5 separate regions of the Mus musculus genome follow, and regions 1, 2, 4 and 5 are each linked to region 3. The links are chromatin contacts, called in public promoter capture Hi-C maps. All regions are on one chromosome and are shown on one strand. The core of a region is the stretch at or near the end of the contact, and the rest is flanking DNA. Distances in the headings are between cores, read along the strand shown.

Region 1 (3,575 bases), core at 980-3,479, 2.9 Mb after region 3:
ACGGGGCTGGTGAGGTGATGGGTTTTGGAGCAAGGGTTCTTGCACCAAGCTTAATGACTTGAGTTCTATATACAGGACTGACATGGTCAACTACACACATTGTCTTCTGACCTCCATACACATTCTGGAACACACTCCTCTGCCCACACACACACAGACACACAGACACACAGACAAACACACACACACATAAATACACAAAACAAATTATAATCATACTTTAATCGTGATGTATTGGTTCTGTGATATAAATCTAATTACTCTCACCTGCCTTTGATTGTAATTTTTTAATGTATCATGCTGTATATGCGTTAGTAGGAAAACATGTTTGGCCTCTATGACTTCTGAAAAAAAATCCATTTAAGCTTGAGTGAGGCCTCGAGAGCATGACAGTAGTCCTGCTCTGTGTTTTGCTTTTATCTGTTTGCTTGCTAAAAACTGTGTATAGATTAAGTGATTTTTTTTATGCCAAATTTAAGCAGAAAGTTATATTTCATGACTGAATTGAAATTGAACAGAACTATTGACAGAGTGTGCTGCCTGGAACGAATCATACCCAACAGTAAGCTCAAAGTTTCATGATACAGCTTTCCAGATTCTATGCACACATACAAAATGACTGCAGCAAGTCAGGTAAACTGAACAAACAAACAAACAAACTTCCGATTTTAACCGAACGCAAGCCCATTGTGAAGGACATGCGGTGTTTGAATATATTTTTCCTCTTGAGCAATTTTCTTCTGATTCCATCAGATTTGTTCTGCTCAGACCACACAAAAAGGACTAGCTCCTATTCATAATGTCAGAGAATCATGTTGATGAGTGAAAAAAGTAGCCAGGGTAGTCAGAGATTGGGGTTGGCTAGAAACTATTGTACACTGGAGAAGTTTAGTTCCAAACAAAAAGTTCTTGCGATGGGTCATGGAGGAAATGACTTCTTTATTGAGGAAAATGTATCAAGAACGATTAATGCAGCTTGGGGAGGAATGGGTATAGAAGTCAAATGAGTACAAAGAACTTCCTTACGCGTCAGAAGGGGGGGGCGGGGGGCGGTTAAGCTGTGAAGAGCCAGCTGTCACACAAGAGAGTTCCAGCACACTCGTCAGGAAAGCGCCTCACTGATTCCTGAGTTGTGAAAGATGTTGCAGATTTTGAGAACCTCAAAGGCTGATCCTCAACACAAGATGGCGTTTTACGACCCCGTGGCTCTCGGCCCGGGAAGAAACCTGACTGAGGACCTTCTGTGACTGTGTATGTGACATTTAGCAGGGAGCATTTCCTGTGTATAGTTCATTTACCGTCAGCTGTTACTCCGCATTCCCTTTAGGAATATCACTGTTATGCCCCCCCCCCCGACCCCCACCCCTTTTTGGCTAGAGAACAGGAGAAAAGGGCCTGGGCAGGAGCCAGACTTTTGTACCAGTCTTTCACCATTAAGCCTTCCCTTCGATTCCAGGCATGCCTAATCCGTTAAGTCAATTCGAGTTTATAACTGAGTGTAAAGGTTCAGGTTTCCCTTCCAGAAATAGGGCGGGGATGCTCAGCAGCTGCTAGGACTCGGAGCGTCTAAGAGTTGGAAACCGTCTCAACATCACATCGTCTATCTGCCTACAAATGGTTGGGGAAGGTGGGGCACCTCAGATAACTTGGGAAACGAGAAATCATCCTTCCTTATCCCTACCCTAAAGCTTATCCGAAGCTCGCATTTGGAACTAGACTGAGCACTGAGGTAGGGACAGGTGTGCCACACCCTACCCTATTTGCTACAAGCAGAAATTGCCTTGCTGTGTCCCTTGTGTGGGAACCCATTAATCAAGGCAATTCAAAGGCTGGGGAGGCAAGAAGGGGGGGGGGGATAAAGTAGAGGGCGAAGAGAAGCCAGCCAGGAGCTAGCTGGTACTGTAACTATTATAGATGACATCATTGCTTCAAAGAGATGTGTCCCTCCATTCCCCAGAGCTGTGGGCAAGTGTATTTGGGAGGCAGCAGGAGTGGGGTTGCCTGGAGGGGGTGGGTAAATAGGTGGAAGCTATGTGTGTGTCCATAACTCAGAGAGAAACCCAGACAGTAGAAAACCGAGGTGACAGCCAGCTAGCCAGACAAGAAGCCACCGCGGTCGGAGGGTGTTTGCGCTCCTCCCCCTCTTCTCAACGCGCCAGCCCTGGGAGGGGCACGTGGGTTTAGGGGTGGGGAATATGTGTCCAAGGGGGAGGGTCCATAGCGACCAAAGCGGCAGAGAGCTGCCTGCGCATGTCAAGGCTAGCAACACATTCAGCTAGGGGGTGGCCCTGGAGAGGGGCGGCTTGATCACCCAATCGCCCAGCATCGGGGCTTCGCAGGATCCAGAGACGCGCCCCGCGGAAGGGGGTCCCCCCCTCTACCCAGCCTCCACCTCTGAGATCGCCAGTCCCACCGAAGCTCCCGCCTCTTTCCACGCCTGGTGGACCTCATGGGAGCCCGGGGCTGCTGTGTACAAGACTGAAGTGGAACACATTCTGTAGCCCAGACGACGGCTGGAGTGGGGACACGCCCAGCTGGAGAAGCCTGCCCCGCCGTAGAAGCCCGAGATTCTGAGTCTCGGTGGATCGAAGTCGCTGTCCCTAGGGGAGGCGAGAGGTGAATCAACACTGACTCCTTCCACAGGCCAGCATCCCCGCGCCGGCTGCGAGACTCCCTTCCCAGTCCACTTTGCTTTGGTTGCAAACGCAAGCAGAGGAGAGGGTTGGAATTCCAAGAGTGGGGTGGGCGGGAAGGCTACTGTCCGTGGTGCTGAGCCAAGCCCCGAGGCTCGCTTTAGCGAGGTGGCTTCAGCTGACACCTACACTGGGCTCCAGATCCCGCAGACCCCCTAGGAAGGGGACTTGACCTTTTTCTTCCTCCTCCCACTCAGAAGGTCCGCTCCCTTAGGGGCAGTTAATCCCTGAAGGTTTCCTCGAAAGAATCAGAGGGCTCAGTCCTTGACAGAGATCCTCTCTGTTCAGTTCCAGAAACCACTTACGAGAAAAGATGCCTGCCTTCAACAGATTGCTTCCCCTAGCTTCTCTAGTGCTCATCTACTGGGGTAAGTACAGCACCCTGCCTTGCAATGTGCTAATACCACGCATCGTGCTAACAATAACAACACTTAAGTGATGTCGATGGTGACAAAAAGGAGCTCTGGTTTCTCTCTGTGCATTTTTGCCAGACATGGAGATCCACACGCGCTCCCAGAGACCTGGGTTTGGAGGTTTGCAAAGGCACCTCCCTGCTCCCTGTGCCTTGATTTTTTTTTCCCTCCTAACCATCTTTAATGCTTCTCTGATTCCCGTCTTTCCTAATTTTTATTTTTTCTCCTCCCTTCCCCCTTTGCTGAAAAGGAATGTATCCGTTTATTATTTCAAAATCTTGCTTGCATTTTTTACATTTGCATCGCTCAGTGAAGAGTCAGTCAGTCCTGAAAATCTCAATGATTTGGTGTATGTGTGTGTGGGGGGGGGGGGCACACTCATTTCTCTCTATGGTTTAAAAAAAAGCACAAAACCTGGATGCATGAATTTTGAGAGAGAGAAACTATAGCTTGTCCATCTGTTAAATTT
Region 2 (3,521 bases), core at 508-3,007, 2.1 Mb before region 3:
GGAGCTTATCAGAAAGGATAATTCTTTTAGAGTGGAATTTCTCAAATTTTATATAGGTGTTCTACTTGTGAATTTATTGGTGAGAGGGGACAAAGCCACTAATAGAAGAAACAGTGTTTCCCAAACTGTTCCCATGGAACTACATCCAGATCACTTATCTTATTACAGAAATACAGACAAGTCTTCCCACCATTCTCTACCTTCGTTCTTCACGTCAAAAAAAAAAAAAAAACTGACAGAAATATAACTGTTCAAAATGTTCATAAACAGACTGGGTGTGTGGGGGTGTAGTCTTTTATTCTAGCACTAGGGAAGCAGAGAAAAAGGTCCATGAATTGGAGGCTAGTCTGGTCTACAATGTGAGACCTTTAAGACAGACAGACAGACAGACAGACAGAAAGCAAACAACAACCCAACCTAACTCAGAATCACTGCAGCCACATAAAATATTTGTGAGCTTACTATATTAACAGGTTTGGGGATGAAAGAAGTCCTCCAGTAATTCACATCACACCTTGACTGTATAGCTGGTAATTCACATTTCAAGGACAGTACTTAGCAGGGGGGAAAAGACCGCGGAATGGGACGGGGCTTCATTAATGATCATCTACATTACAGCAGCCTAGTTGGTTTCCCGGATATACTTTCCTTTTTGATCTGTCCTGCTTTGTATTGCCACATTCCTCTCTACAATACCACTTGCAAGGGATTTCTCAAGAAGTTTCAAAGATCCAACTATCACATGAAGTTTAAATTCTTCAACTTCTAGTCTTCTGAGGCTATTCACCTGTTCAACTGTTTCACATGTGGTTTCCTTCTGCTAATTCATTTTGGAGGGAGAAACACCCAAGCCTAATTCAACTATTCATTCTCTAACTGAAATGCAATCTGGCTATCTTGAGGGAAGAGTCACTAGTTCTCACGACATCCCTTCAGCATCAGCTTCCCCAGCAAACGGCATGCGCATCCCAAGGTGTTTTCGAGATTACCATTCCAAAACAGCTGTTCATATTCCCAGCTGCCCTTTGGCGATAGGAGAGTCGTCGTTTGCAGTTCGGGAGTCTCTTGTAGGAAAGGGAGAGAGAGAGAGAGAGGGTTCGACGGTTTCAAGCTATGGAAGGAAAGACTAAAGGAGGCAAAGGGGGAAAAGCTCTTTACTTTCCTTGGGAAGAGTAGATAAGGGAAGAAAGAGGAGACCCCAAGAAACGAACTCTAGAGAAAGGTCAGTATAAACCCGTAGCGCTCTCGAGGTAGGACGTATGGGGCGGGGGTCCTGGATGAAGGAAAAGAACCGTCATCTTCGGGAGGACTGGCTACAAACAACGCGAAACAAAGGGGTTGGCAGTCGCAAAGCGGGAGGTTGGAATATGAGAGATCTGGGGATCTCCGGAGGACGAGCGGCAAGAAAACGAGAAAGAACACCACACGTCCCTCTGAGGACCCGCCGAGGACCTGGTTGCTAAGAGGGACCAGACAGGTGCCGGTAAAGACTGAGGAGCAGCCAGCTTCACTTCTAAGGACGCGGGGGCGGGGAAGTGTTTCTGCGTGGAGTCGTGCCCCGAAGCGAGACACGCTTGCCAGGGCAGTGCTCTCCAAGAATGGAGATCCGGGCCATGCGAAAACCGTTGGGGCACCGGCATTTCCCAGCCCTCGCCTGGCTTCCCCACACACTCACCGCGTCTGCTCCAAACGCCACCGCTCCAGCTGCAGCTACCGGCCGGCGCAGCCGCACTGAGCGCGCACCGCCCCACGTGACCCGTAGGCTACCTGCCCACGTGATCAGCAGGGCCCACCCCCCCCCCCTTCCTCCTCTCCGCGCTGTCCGGCCCCGCCCTCGCCAAGATGGCCGCGCCCTGCTTGCGTACGCCTGGTGTCCAGCTTTTGAGTATGAGTTCGCGTCCCGGGAGATTGTTCACTCCCGGCTCCTGGTCGTTTTGTTCCAGCGCTACTTCCTCTAGGCCCCTGAATGCTCAGAGATTGGCAGAGAAGCTCCGAGCCCAGAAACAAGAGCAAAAGGCAAAGGAAGTGCGGGTGAGTCTAGAGAGACTCAACTTCCGAGAAGCGATGCTCTCACGGCTTTCTTAGGTGTGGGGTGTGGTAGGCAGGTCCTGTAACAGCAAGTACATCAATGTTGAGAATATTCTGTGTGGTAGTCGGAATACCGCACTTTTGCTACTGCCAGACCCACCGCGTGGGTATGCAGATAAGACAGATGGCTATGTATGGTCCCAAAGGAAACATGAGTCAAATTATACAGTACAGTCATTCCACGGATTTCCACCTAAATCGCACTTAAGGCCATTCCCAGCGCTTCACTCCTTCATTAAGCTTTTTCCACCTTTCTCTTTCCTTAGGTGCCTACAAACCCCGTTCAGCGGAGAGTGCAGGAACTAGTGCGATTCACACAGCAGCTGCAGCGAGTTCACCCCAATGTGCTTGCTAAGGAACTGAGCCGAAGGATTCTCCACCAGGACAACGACCTCGTGGTCATTAATAAACCCTATGGTCTCCCTGTCCATGGTAAGAGCCATGTGGGCTAAGGAGAGAAACCTGCTGCTGCTTCCTCTTCCATCTAGGGTCACCCCTGAAGCTTTATTCATGAGACACTCTTGAATTCAAGTTAATTAAACCTTATTATCCCATGTATGTGACTACTGGTAACAAACCAGTGTCTAGTCCCCACTTGCAGATACCTGACAGTGAGCTGTATGCAGCCTCCCACAGGAATTATTGCAGAGAGATACAGAAGCTCAGTTCTGCACTGTGGGCTGTGTACAGCCACCCACAAGAATCGATGCGGAGAAATACAAAAAGTTACTTGCTAACTGTTATTTTCCATCAAAGTGGTTAAAACAAAACAACAACGAAAAAGGAGTTGGGAGCCAGTGTGCGACTGCCGCCCCAGGTCTAGGGGAGGATCCGGTGTTCATGTTCAGATCAGTCTCAGCAGCAGCAAAACTTCATTTCAAAATGAGAGAGGTAGAGAGACAAGGCTGGGAAGAGGAAATAATACACACGGTTGCGGTACACAGTAACCCCAGAGGGACTGGAACTTAATAGATGTCCTGATGCTGCTGAGTGTTCTGATGGGGGACGGCTGAAGTGAGTCAGAATTGAAAGGGAAAAAAAAAAAAAAAAAAAAAAAACATTTGTCAAAGGTCTGCAGGAGGAAAGTAAATATTTTAGCAAAAAAAAAAATATTTTAGTTGGAATAAATCACTCCTTTGGTGGCAGTTCCTCTAGGTTTCGTAACGAGTTCTTGCCTTACTATTTATTCTCTGCTTAAGTTTCTAGTTGTTGAGGATAATTTGTTTCGGGTATTTATATTTTATAGATAACAAAGCTGGAAAGGTCAGATGGTGAATACAAATAGTAAAATCCAGGGATGTCTGATCTTAGCCCATCATCTTTTTTGTTTGTTTGTTTTGTTTTGAGAAGGGGCTTTGTATAGCCCTGTCTGTCCTGTAACTAACTCTGTAGGCTTTGAGCTCATAAAGATCTCACTGCCTCTGCCTTAGGAG
Region 3 (3,381 bases), core at 400-2,899:
CTCACAACCATCTGTAATGAGATCTGATGCCCTCTTCTGGGGTGTCTGAAGACAGCCACAGTGTACTTACAAATAATAAGTCTTTAAAAAAAAAAAAAAAGAGGGGGGGAGGGTATGGGGGACTTTTGGGATAGCATTGGAAATGTAATTGAGGAAAATATGTAATAAAAATAAATTAATTAATTAATTAATTAAAAAAAGAAAGAAAAAATACTAAATAAAGCCAAAAAAAACTAGCAAAACCACTCTCATTTGTTAGCAAATACTAACAAATATTTACATCAAATATTTACAATCAAATATCAAATATTTACATGTGTAAATAAATCAAATATTTACATTAAATTAAATTAAATTAAATTAAATCAAAAATTAAATTAAATTAAATCAAATATTTACATGTGTAAACTTTTGAAAGGGCATTTCTTCATCTGAAATGCTTCTACCCTGAGTGTACAGCATTTCTATTCCTTCACAGACAATGACCATAGTTCCTCATTCGTTCAACAACTACATCCTAAGGACCTAGTTTACCCCAAAAACAAAAATAAACAAGAAGTTCCTTGGCCCCGTGGAATTTACAACTTCCTCAGAGTCTATCAGGATTAACCTCTTTCTTTTATTTTCTTATTTTCATTTTGCCTGGATCTGCATTTAAAAACTTATAAACTCTGAGCAACTACTTAACATTTGAAGAGTGACCAACTGTCATTCTTCTTATGTTACAGTGTCGGGAAATTGTACACAGTACCTATGCCATTCACAGCAAACAACCATGTTTGTGAAGTAAACTAGCCTACTTGCTGGTATGTAGTAAGAACTAAGTTAATATTTGATTGTGTCAACCAAAGATGAAGCAAGTTTTGGAAAACACATCATTGTTGTATAATTTTGACGCAAGAATATAACCTGTATCAGAATGGAAACAGCATCCTCCAGCAGTTCATCTTTCTTTAAGTACCAAAAATTTAGAGAAGGCTAATAAAAAGGGCTGGCAGCGATCACAGTAACCGGGTCAACTGACACTCACATGTGCTGGAATTCCCGACCAATTTGGTGAGGCAGGTTCCACCCAAGCCCCAACTGGTATTATGGCCTGGTTCCTCTCAGCCAGCACTGCCAAAACGTCCTTGCTCTTCGTGGGATTTAAAGCCAGGGGCAATTTTGTGGGATTCCGAGGCTTCTTGAGGGGCGCCATACCTCCTGGCATTGACTTCTGGTTAGAAGAAAAGAGAAAGAGGGACAAGGCTTAAGACAAGGGGGAAAGGCGTAAAAATTACTTTCTAGAAGGAACGGAGATGAGAGGACGAAAAAACAAGGATTTACTTGGGAGATGAAAGCCTGCCCAGAGGTGAGCATAGGCGGGCGCTAAGGGCAGGGCTTGAGTCTGAGATGACCGCGGGTGGAAAAGCGCCGGCCCACGGCATGGGGCTGGAGGGGAGTCTAAGGCCCGGGCAGGAGCCGGGGGTCTTAAGAAGCCTGGGCACAGGAGGTGGGGGGCGTCTGAAGCCCGGCCAGGAAAGCGGGGTCCTGTGAGGCTCCAACAGTTGGATAGGAGACCTGTGAAGCCTGGAGCCTGCCGCGATCCGGTCCGTCTCACACACAGACTCAAACTCCGCGGGCTGCTACGCAAAGGACAAACAGCAAACTGCCACCCCGGGGCCCACGCCTGCCCTGCCTCTTCCGCATTTGTCACCCGTCTTGGGCTGGGGAGGCGGGAATCCGAGCGCGGGGATTACGTCACTTCCGCTTCCTGCCCTTTGGTTGGGGAGGACTAGAGCGGGTTGTTGAATCCGGCAGCGAGCTTAGACTCGGCCTCTCTTTGGATACTGGCGCTGTAGTCTTCTCAAATCTCGAAGTGAGAGGTCTGACATGATGAACAGGCGAGTAAGCGTTCACCGCTGAGGAAATCTCGGGAATAGACAGAGCAGTTCTCAACCTAAGGGTCGCTACCTCTGGGGGTCGCATATCAGATATCCTGCAATGAGATATTTTACATTACAGTTCATAGCAGGAGCAAAATTACAGTTATGAAGTCGCACCCAAATTTTATGGTTGTAGGTCACCACAACATAAGGAACTGTATTAAAGAGTCGCAGTATTAGGAAGGTTGAGAACCACTGGGCAAGAACATGTTGCCAGTGGATCCTTGAGAAGCAAACCAAGCCAACAATCAACCAGACTGCGCTTTTATGCAGCCCCTAAGGTTTACAACGCTATTTCGTGATTACCTTTGACATGTTCTTGTGTGTGACCATCACAACTCACTCCAAACAATGCTTGGGATATTTCATTAAACCCAAAAGACATACACTCATTTTACTCAAGGTGTATATTCGTGCTGGGGGTTGAACCAAGGGCCTCTGGCATTCTAGGCAAGTGCAGCAGTGGAAACCCTAGCTGCCTTAATAATTTTGCTTTTAAGTTAGGGTCTCACTAAGTTGCCCATGCTGGACTTGAACTCACTGTGTAGCCCAGGCCTCGAACTTGCAATCCTCCTGCCTTAGCCTTCCCAATGGCTGCCGTTACAGGCACGTGTCACCCTGCTTTACTTCAACATACCTTATTGCAAGCATTTTATATATCAGTATGTTTTCTGGTTACTCCAGATACTCCCAGTGAACAAAGATCCCTTGTTTGGAGAATTTAAAATCCATTGGAGAATTTACACTGACATTGATAGGACATTTCCAGAGAAGACATCACTAGGGCAATTGAAGTTGATCTTTGAGTTTTGTTTGTATTTCATTTTACTCAGTACTGGAAGTTAAGCCCAGGGCTTCATACATGCTGGTCAAGAACTATATACCCTGCCAACTTTTTTTAACTAGTCTACTTTTAAACAGAAACTATATATGATCATAGAACAAGCCTTTATACTCTTCAAGGGAGGGTTTTAGGTATATAGTTGATTGTTTCACAGCTTTTAATGGGATCTCCTAGGTAGTTCAGGTTCCTCCTGCCTCAGCTTCCCAAGGGCTGGAATAACAGTCACAAAACATCATACCCAGGTATAGGATGATTCCAGGTAGGAGCTGGAGAGATGGTTAATTAAGACTGCTTCCTGCTCTTCCAGAGGACTAAAGTTCATATGCCAGCACTCACGTGCTCACACTCTCCTATAACTCCAGCTCCGTGGATCCAGTGTCCTCTTTTTGCCTCCCTAGGCACCTATATACCCCCCACATACAACACACACACACACACTGTCTTCTGGGTAGAGAATGAGCATTAATGTGGGAGCACTGACTGACTGGGAGAAGTGAAGGAGGCTGACTAGAAGAGGATGAAAGGGGTAGAATGGAGATGAGCATGCCAAGTACTCAACATAGAGCATGTTGAGTACTATAATGTGTTGAGATGGAGCACCATCAGAGAACT
Region 4 (3,542 bases), core at 689-3,188, 2.2 Mb before region 3:
TGTCTTGCCTGTGTGTATTGTACTTATGTGCACCACGTGCATGCCTGAGCCTGTGGCAACCAGAAGAGGGGGTCAGATCCCCTGGAACTGGAATTAGTCACTATATGGGTACTTGGGAATTGAGCCTGAGTCCCCTGTAAAACCACTCAGTGCTCTTAACCATCTTAGATAGCAAGGTAGTGCTCTATCTTGGAGAGATATAATCCCAGAATAACCTTGGAGAATAACTCCAGAAGGGGCTTATTAAGACAGGGTCTCATGTAGCTCAGGTTGGCCTCAAACTCCACATAGAACAGAAGATGACCTGGATGATCTACAGTCAAAATGCTGGCATAACATTTCCAGAGTGCTGGGATTATAAATAGGTACCACCACAATATGTTTAGGCAATGTTAAGAGATCAAGTTTAAAGAGTTTATGACAGGTAAACACTTTACCAACTGCATTCCTTGTGTCGTTGTCCGTCCTCCCCCCCCCCCGCCGCCCCCCCCCCCAGTACTGGGATTGTAGGCAGCTCCGTCTGTCACTGAACCACACCCCCAGTCCCTAATTTACTTTTATGACTTCTGCCTGCATACCTCTCTTTATCTCCATCATCACCTTGAAATCTTTGGGGACTGGCCCAACTCCTGGCTTGCTGTAGTGGGGCTGGGGGATCGGATGTGTTGAGGAGGGTGAAATGAGTGGGAGGTGAGGCCCAGGGTTCAGTAAGCAGCCAAAGATGCCTTCCCCTATGCAACAGGACAGGCCATAGGGGATGCTCAGAGTAGGGCAGAGGCAGAATAAGTTTGAGGAAGCCGAGCGGTGTCAGTTTTCTCAAAGGATGTTTGCAGACCAACTCCCAACAGAACAAAACATGTCCAGTTATTTCTGAGGCCCTAAGTGACTGGCACCTCCTAGGTAGCACTCTAGGGGTGCCTGGGAAAGTAAGGTTATGGATGGTGTTTCACTAGCAAACTCACAACATTCCCTCTGTACCCCTGATACTTACACATATCAATTCGTTTACAACCCCCTGGGTAGAGAGGCCTGGAGGGGCCAAGTGGGATCTGTAGCACTGACCCTGCCCTGTGGTATTGGTGTGTGCCCCTTGTGAGAGACAACTATCACTGTGGTACTATTCAAACCCAGACTAGCCTTTTAAGCCTGACCGGGGGGAGGGGGGGGGGAGGATCTAGCCTAGAGGACAGAGAACAGAGTAGATCAGACTCATAAACCAGAAAGTCTACCCCTCGGTCTGGGAGGAATGGCAGTGGTACAAGACACGTTGGCATCTCGGGGCTGCCCATAGGTCTCAGCCAGCAAGGGTCTCAGAGAGGCACCTAGAACAGACATAGACAAGGGTTCTGCCCCAGCTCTAGGTTAACTTCTCAGTCTTATCCTAGGCCTTCTCACTGCCCATTACCCAGGCAACTTTGAAGCACAGTTGGCCCAAAGACCCCCCCTAATCCCTGGACACAGCCACCCTGCAATTTGGCAAGCCCACCTTTGGGCTTTGCCTCAGCGACCTTGCAACTCCAGCACACAGGCAGACCCTGCAAAACTTGTCACCTCTAGCAAAGCCAGCCCACACGTCCTGACTTCGGAGGATGCTAGAGGTGATAGTCACCCATTCAGCTAGGACGCAAGAGCGACAGGGTTGGGGGTTAGAAACTTTCCGGAGGATTGTCCTGCTCACTCACTCCTAGAGAGCGAGACAAGTCAGGCTTCCCGCGAAAATCTAGTCCAAGCAAGGGACCCAGCTCCCCAGGGCTGTGGCCACCCTACACCAACCCCGTGCAGCGTGGCGTCCACGTGCGGGGCCCCCCGACCACCTCTCCGAGCCGTGGCGGGAGGCTGCAGCCTCGCAGCCCCGTCACTCCCCGCCCTCCGCCGCGGGGCCCCAGAGCCCGGCTGCCGCGTACTCACCCTCGCGGGTGGAGCGGGGCGGGGCGAGGTAAATCCGCGCGCAGCTCCGATCCGTTAGGCGCCCCGACTGGCGGGGCAGCACTGGCGCAGTGGCTCCGCTCGGCCCGGTCCCTGTCCCGGGAGCGGGGCCGGCCTGGGAGCGGGCAAGTCCGCCTGAAGGGGAGGCGGGGGCCAGGGCTTGGGCGGGGGGCGGGGGGCGGGGAAGGGGCCGGACACGCTTGCGCACACGGTCGGGAAGCCGACAGCCGCGAACGCCGCGCTGGAGGGAGGGCGCACCGAGAGAGGGAGGGCGCGGAGAAAGGAGGGAGCTAAGAAGGGAGGGAGGGCATCGAGGAGGGAGGGCGCGCCGAAGGAGGGAGGACGCAGAGAAAGGAGGGAGTAAGGAGGGAGGGAGGGCGCAGAGGAAGGAGGGCGAGGGTGTGAGGCCGCGGGGAGACTGGGGTTGGCCTGGAGGCCTCCCTGGCCTGGAGAGAGACGGCCGGGGTGCGGGAGGCTGGATCGGGTGAGGGCAAACCCAGGGCAAGCGCTGCCTGTGAATGGCTCCAAGATGAGTATGCCCAACGTTGCCTCTAGCACTGATCCCACGCTCTCCTGGAAACAATAACCAAGAAAGGCTTCTTTGCTGTCCCCGCGCGGTTAAAAAAAAAAAAAGTATCCTTTTCTCTCTACAGAAACTCAAGAACAGGAATAGAAGTCCATCCTTCCAATATCCTCCCATGCCCTCATGGCAGTCAGGTGACCTAAATTGACGAGCCTTTTCTCTGCCCCAGGCCGGCCTATGCGCCCCAAACTGCTCCCTTAGCTCTTCCTCCTTTGCATACCCTCTCTTAGCCTTGGATAACTTCTCAGTTTCCGTTCTTGCTGAAGGCGCCAGGCATCCTGTCTCCAGAGGAAACCCCTTCAAGCCTTTAACCCTGATGCCGTGGGCTCTAGAATTGCCTGGACTGCAAACAGTGCAGAAACCACCCTGCAGGACTGTCCATTTCAGGAGTCAGCACAGTGTTACCCAGTTCCTAGCTTGAGCACCCTGGGGCTACAAGGAAAGTATTAGATCCAGTCCCCCTTCCCCCGGAAGCTTGCTATCTAGTTGCAGAGAAGGGGTGGCGGGTGTTGTGCTGGACTCCCATCAAGAAACAGGCGGCACAGGATGTGACTAAGTGTAAGTAAGATGTGAATAACTGACAGTAAGTGCCCAGGGTTTTAACGGAGTTTAAAGTCATCGTCAGGGGAAGCTGGAGGTCTCATGTGTTGGGACTCTCCAATTCACAACAAAACGAAGAGGTGGCCTCCAGCTTCTTCCATTCCGGCTGTTTCCATCTGAATTATACCTTGCATAGGTGGAAGCTCTTTGGCAGCTCACCAAAACCTAGTTTTATTTGAATGGTACCTTTGGCCTGACAGTCACCTAGTCACTCAACAAATATTTATTACATTTCATGTCCTGGTCTGGAGCTAAGCTGGGAATAGACAATACAATGACTATGTCTCTGTGTTTGGCAAGGGAAAAAGAAGAAGGCAAAAGAAAAACTGCTCGGGGAGAAAGAACAACTGAAATATGTCTGGCAAGTTGATTCAAGAAACAGTTGCCCGGCCTCCAAACCTGGATAAGTCTTCACCAAACTAGGTACAAAGAC
Region 5 (3,453 bases), core at 189-2,688, 2.2 Mb before region 3:
ACAACCTCTGTTTGAGTCCCCAGAACCCATGTACAGGAAGAAGGAGAGAACCCTCTCCACAAAGTTGTTCCCGGACCTTCACATGTATGCCATGGTGTGCTCCCCCCCCGCCCCGCCCCCGCTGTAGTAAAAAATAAAGTGCTGTTTGAGTTGCTGAGTTTCATTTTTAAAAGTTGTTAAATGAATATGGCTTGGGATTAGGACTGTATCTCCAACAGTTTCTGAAATGGTACTTGTCAAGCTCAAAAGGAGACAAACAGCTAACCATAGTAGTCGCAATTCTGCCACTCTGTACTACATATTAATACAAAGTAGCATTCTCAGCACTATTATCAAATGAAAATATTGATCAACTCTGAAAAAGGCTCAAAATGCTCTATATCCTGCTGCATTGGTCAGCCAAGAGCTCATTCTTTATAAGCAGGCACATCCATGTCATTTGTAAGCATGCAAATTTGTTTACATCTTTAATGAAAATATGTAAGTATACCAAAGATATATATATATATGTGTGTGTGTGTTATATATTATATATGCCTATATACCCAGGGTTGTATAAAACTTTCTCAGCAGAATGAAGTCACACGTGGAAGTTTCAAGCAGCCCATTCTAGAGAAACCTCCGTATCTGCCTTGACTAGTTGCCTCAGTAGTTTGTGATGGTCTCCAACTCTCCTCCGTTCCTGCTAGACAGCTAAGCACAATGTATGCAGAACCAGCTAACTCCTTAGTAGTTTGCAGTCCAGGAGACCCAGAACAGGGACAGTGGTCTCCACATGCCATGCACACGCCTGGATCCCCCTCATACATGAGAGCACACAGCATGTGGAAAGGGTTAACAACTTAGGCTGAAGTCACATAAAGCAGGGACCACATCTCAATAGTTATCTCGTCATTTCCAGAGACAAGATGCAGAACAAACACTTGCTGAGTTCCTGGCGTCTTCATACGTAAAATAAACGATGATGAATGGCTTGGGGAGTTTAACACGTGATTTTAAAACTGGCATCTATTTCTAGGGAAGGAGAAATTGGGGCAATTAGACCTAGATGTGCGCATTCCTTTAATTACACAGCAATCTTGTCGCTACAGGTATCATGGTAGTGGCACACTCCACCTTCCCCGAATAACGTGACTGGTAGTTCCCAGAATGGAAACAAATCCGCTTCTGACACGAAGACTGGTTCCCTCCTTCCCGCGTCCCCCGGGTTATTTAATGGTACCTTCCCATGCAGGAAAATAATTTTGTCCCGCGCAGACTCCCTGAGCACTTTTTGTACTCTAAAGCCGGAGAACGGTAAGCGGACAGGGGCAGAGGTGCCATTGCCAACGCCTGCTTCCTTCTCCTCTGTGCTGGGGGTTTCTGCCTCCTCTGCCTCCTGTTCGCGCTTTCTCTTGAGTTGAGGCGCTGTATCCGCCATGCTGCCTGGGAAGAACCGTACCCGCCTGCACGAAGAAGCCTCCGCCCACGCCCCTTGCGGTCCTTCCTCACAGTCTGTGAGGGACTGGACTTCAACTCCCGGCATGCTCCGCGCAGGCACGTCCGCTACTCCATTTCCCGGCATGCTTCGAGTTGTAGTCCGCTTCTGCAGTTTTTGCACCTGTTTGGGTGAGGGCCTTCCAATGACTTTTGCCTAGAAGGCGATGAGGAAGGGAAAGGAAACCAGCGAGGTCCTAACGAGGTGGAGTAGAGGTGTGTGACAATAAAGAGGCCCACCTTAGCCCAGCTCCTGGGATGGGAAACCGAAAACACTTTTGGGTGCTGTATGATGATGGATACAGAGTGTTAAATAATGACGTTTTACATTAAGGTCCCAACTCACGAGTGGGCGTGCAAGGAATGTTTTATTTTGTTTTAAATAAATCGACAAGGCATTTTGTTTCTTGGTTTTTGTTGTTTTGAGACAGGGTATCTGTATGGACTAGGCTGGATCCACTTGCCTCTGACTCCAGTGTAGAGATTAAAGGCGTACGCCACTACCTTCGGGGCTTGGTTGTTGTTTTTAAAAAGTGAGTACGTAAACTATTGTTCATTTTCTCCTACTTTCGTTATTTTACATCAATTGTTTTCCCTTTATGTGTAGACTTAGCCTTTTGGGTTTTTTATTTGTTTGTAGATAAGAAAAAGTAAGCTGACAAGACGGATTATACATGTCTTTCCATAACTTCCTAAATCCACTTTGCCTGTAGTTCTTCCCTATTACCCAGAGAAGTAGTTTGTATTCTTTTATTGTAAAGGAATAGTAATAAAACTCAGCGTTTTTAGATTTTGTAGGTGACTGGTGTGGCCATTCGTACAGGCTAGCCCTTTTCCCACTCCCTTTCAGTTGGCAACTCCAAATATTGTCAAGTGTAAGAACCCCAATGCTGGGCCTCCGCTCAAGTCCCGGGATGAGCTGGCCAACACCCCAACATCTCGAGAGAAAACCACACCTGATGCAAACTGCAAGAGGTTTTATTATCAGCTAGCTGAGGACAAAGTCCCTCCGCCTGCTGCCTGCCCTGCAGGGCAGGGGAGTTCGACCCTGAGCAGTGACAGTAGGGGGCTTTTAACAGGTAGCTGAGGAGTTGGGAGGAATTGGGAGGAGAGTTGGGAGGAGTTGGGAAGAGTTCTTCTCTTCCCGGTGTCCTTGGTGAAATTTACAAGGCAGGAGTGGGGAGTGAGTTCTTTCTGAATTTTTATCTCCGTGTCCTCAGCACAGGAAGGCAGGCATCTCCGGTTGTACAGTATAGAAACAAAAAGGCTTTTTTCTGGCTATAGAGAACAAAGAGCTTCTTTCTAGCTGGATTTTTAAAGATCAGGGAAAACAAGCTTAGGGAATATCCAGGGGCTTTACCTTCCAGGGAGAAATGCTCTAAATCAGGGTCTCACACAAGAACTAGTCTAACAAACATTATTCTTGTAAGTGGCAATGAGCTTTAATTTTTCAGACGAATGTAATGGATATGGCACAATTTTTTTTCAGTTCTTAATATGAACAAGATGCAACTTTCTGTCCATGTTTTAGTTAGTAACTAAGTACACCATGTTTTAATAATAGACTGCGTTTTGGATAGGAACATGAGTTGAGTATGACTGTTAAGTACAGGAACGTATTGGGGTAGCTGGAAGTTGGTATAATTATTTGCAAGTTGTCATTTGTCAACAAGCCTGAGGTTATCAATTATATACAAGACCAGAAAGAGATGTCCCCAAAGCCAATGGCAGTGACAAAACCTACTCTGTTCTTATGAACATTTCTGAGCGTTTTTCCAACTCAGAAAAATGAAAGAGAAAGGCTGCGCGAGACAAAATGTGTTTAATCCCAGCACTCTACAGGCAGAGACAGACAGATTTCGGAGTTCCTGCTAGAGCTACACATAAGGCCTTGTTTCATGAAACATTAGGTTGGATATTTGTAGCCAAATGAGGAAGGAAACTGTAAGTTCCAAATTGTAGGTATGTAATGTCAAA

The links. Promoter capture Hi-C pulls out the DNA fragments that hold promoters and counts their contacts. Capture Hi-C pulls out chosen DNA fragments and counts their contacts.
Region 1: a promoter capture Hi-C map of hippocampal neurons shows a contact between it and region 3, with 6 times the contacts expected there. The contact joins the promoter of Scn3b here to the promoter of Ccdc15 in region 3. A contact is called at or near these places in 2 of 39 promoter capture datasets (cranial neural crest and hippocampal neurons) and 1 of 115 datasets of contacts at active chromatin or transcription factors (astrocytes).
Region 2: a promoter capture Hi-C map of pre-B cells shows a contact between it and region 3. The contact joins the promoter of Fam118b here to the promoter of Ccdc15 in region 3. A contact is called at or near these places in 4 of 39 promoter capture datasets (embryonic stem cells, erythroid cells, liver and 1 more) and 2 of 9 other capture datasets (adipose tissue and liver).
Region 4: a contact with region 3 is called in a promoter capture Hi-C map of pre-B cells, with 4 times the contacts expected there. The contact joins the promoter of 4930581F22Rik here to the promoter of Ccdc15 in region 3. A contact is called at or near these places in 3 of 39 promoter capture datasets (cranial neural crest, erythroid cells and pre-B cells) and 1 of 9 other capture datasets (liver).
Region 5: a promoter capture Hi-C map of liver shows a contact between it and region 3, with 2.5 times the contacts expected there. The contact joins the promoter of Dcps here to the promoter of Ccdc15 in region 3. A contact is called at or near these places in 2 of 39 promoter capture datasets (liver and pre-B cells) and 1 of 9 other capture datasets (liver).

The regions. Positions count from the first base shown.
Region 1 is chr9:40,266,987-40,270,561 of GRCm38.p6, forward strand. It overlaps Scn3b (sodium channel, voltage-gated, type III, beta), which reads left to right and starts at 2,230. Exons shown (of 7, transcript NM_001083917.1): 1 at 2,230-2,616; 2 at 2,982-3,061. The coding sequence starts at 3,007.
Region 2 is chr9:35,266,048-35,269,568 of GRCm38.p6, forward strand. It overlaps Fam118b (family with sequence similarity 118, member B), which reads right to left and starts at 1,758. Exons shown (of 8, transcript NM_194257.2): 1 at 1,676-1,758. It overlaps Rpusd4 (RNA pseudouridylate synthase domain containing 4), which reads left to right and starts at 1,834. Exons shown (of 7, transcript NM_028040.2): 1 at 1,834-2,031; 2 at 2,355-2,520. The coding sequence starts at 1,843.
Region 3 is chr9:37,346,708-37,350,088 of GRCm38.p6, forward strand. It overlaps Ccdc15 (coiled-coil domain containing 15), which reads right to left and starts at 1,650. Exons shown (of 16, transcript NM_001081429.2): 1 at 1,327-1,650; 2 at 1,031-1,216. The coding sequence starts at 1,210.
Region 4 is chr9:35,114,790-35,118,331 of GRCm38.p6, forward strand. It overlaps 4930581F22Rik (RIKEN cDNA 4930581F22 gene), which reads left to right and starts at 1,939. Exons shown (of 6, transcript NR_029475.1): 1 at 1,939-2,051; 2 at 2,580-3,542. It overlaps St3gal4 (ST3 beta-galactoside alpha-2,3-sialyltransferase 4), which reads right to left and starts at 2,075. Exons shown (of 11, transcript NM_009178.4): 1 at 1,909-2,075. It overlaps LOC115487216 (a long non-coding RNA gene), which reads right to left. Exons shown (of 3, transcript XR_003948311.1): 3 at 2,411-2,499.
Region 5 is chr9:35,174,549-35,178,001 of GRCm38.p6, forward strand. Dcps (decapping enzyme, scavenger) reads right to left here and starts at 1,439. Exons shown (of 6, transcript NM_027030.2): 1 at 1,223-1,439. The coding sequence starts at 1,420.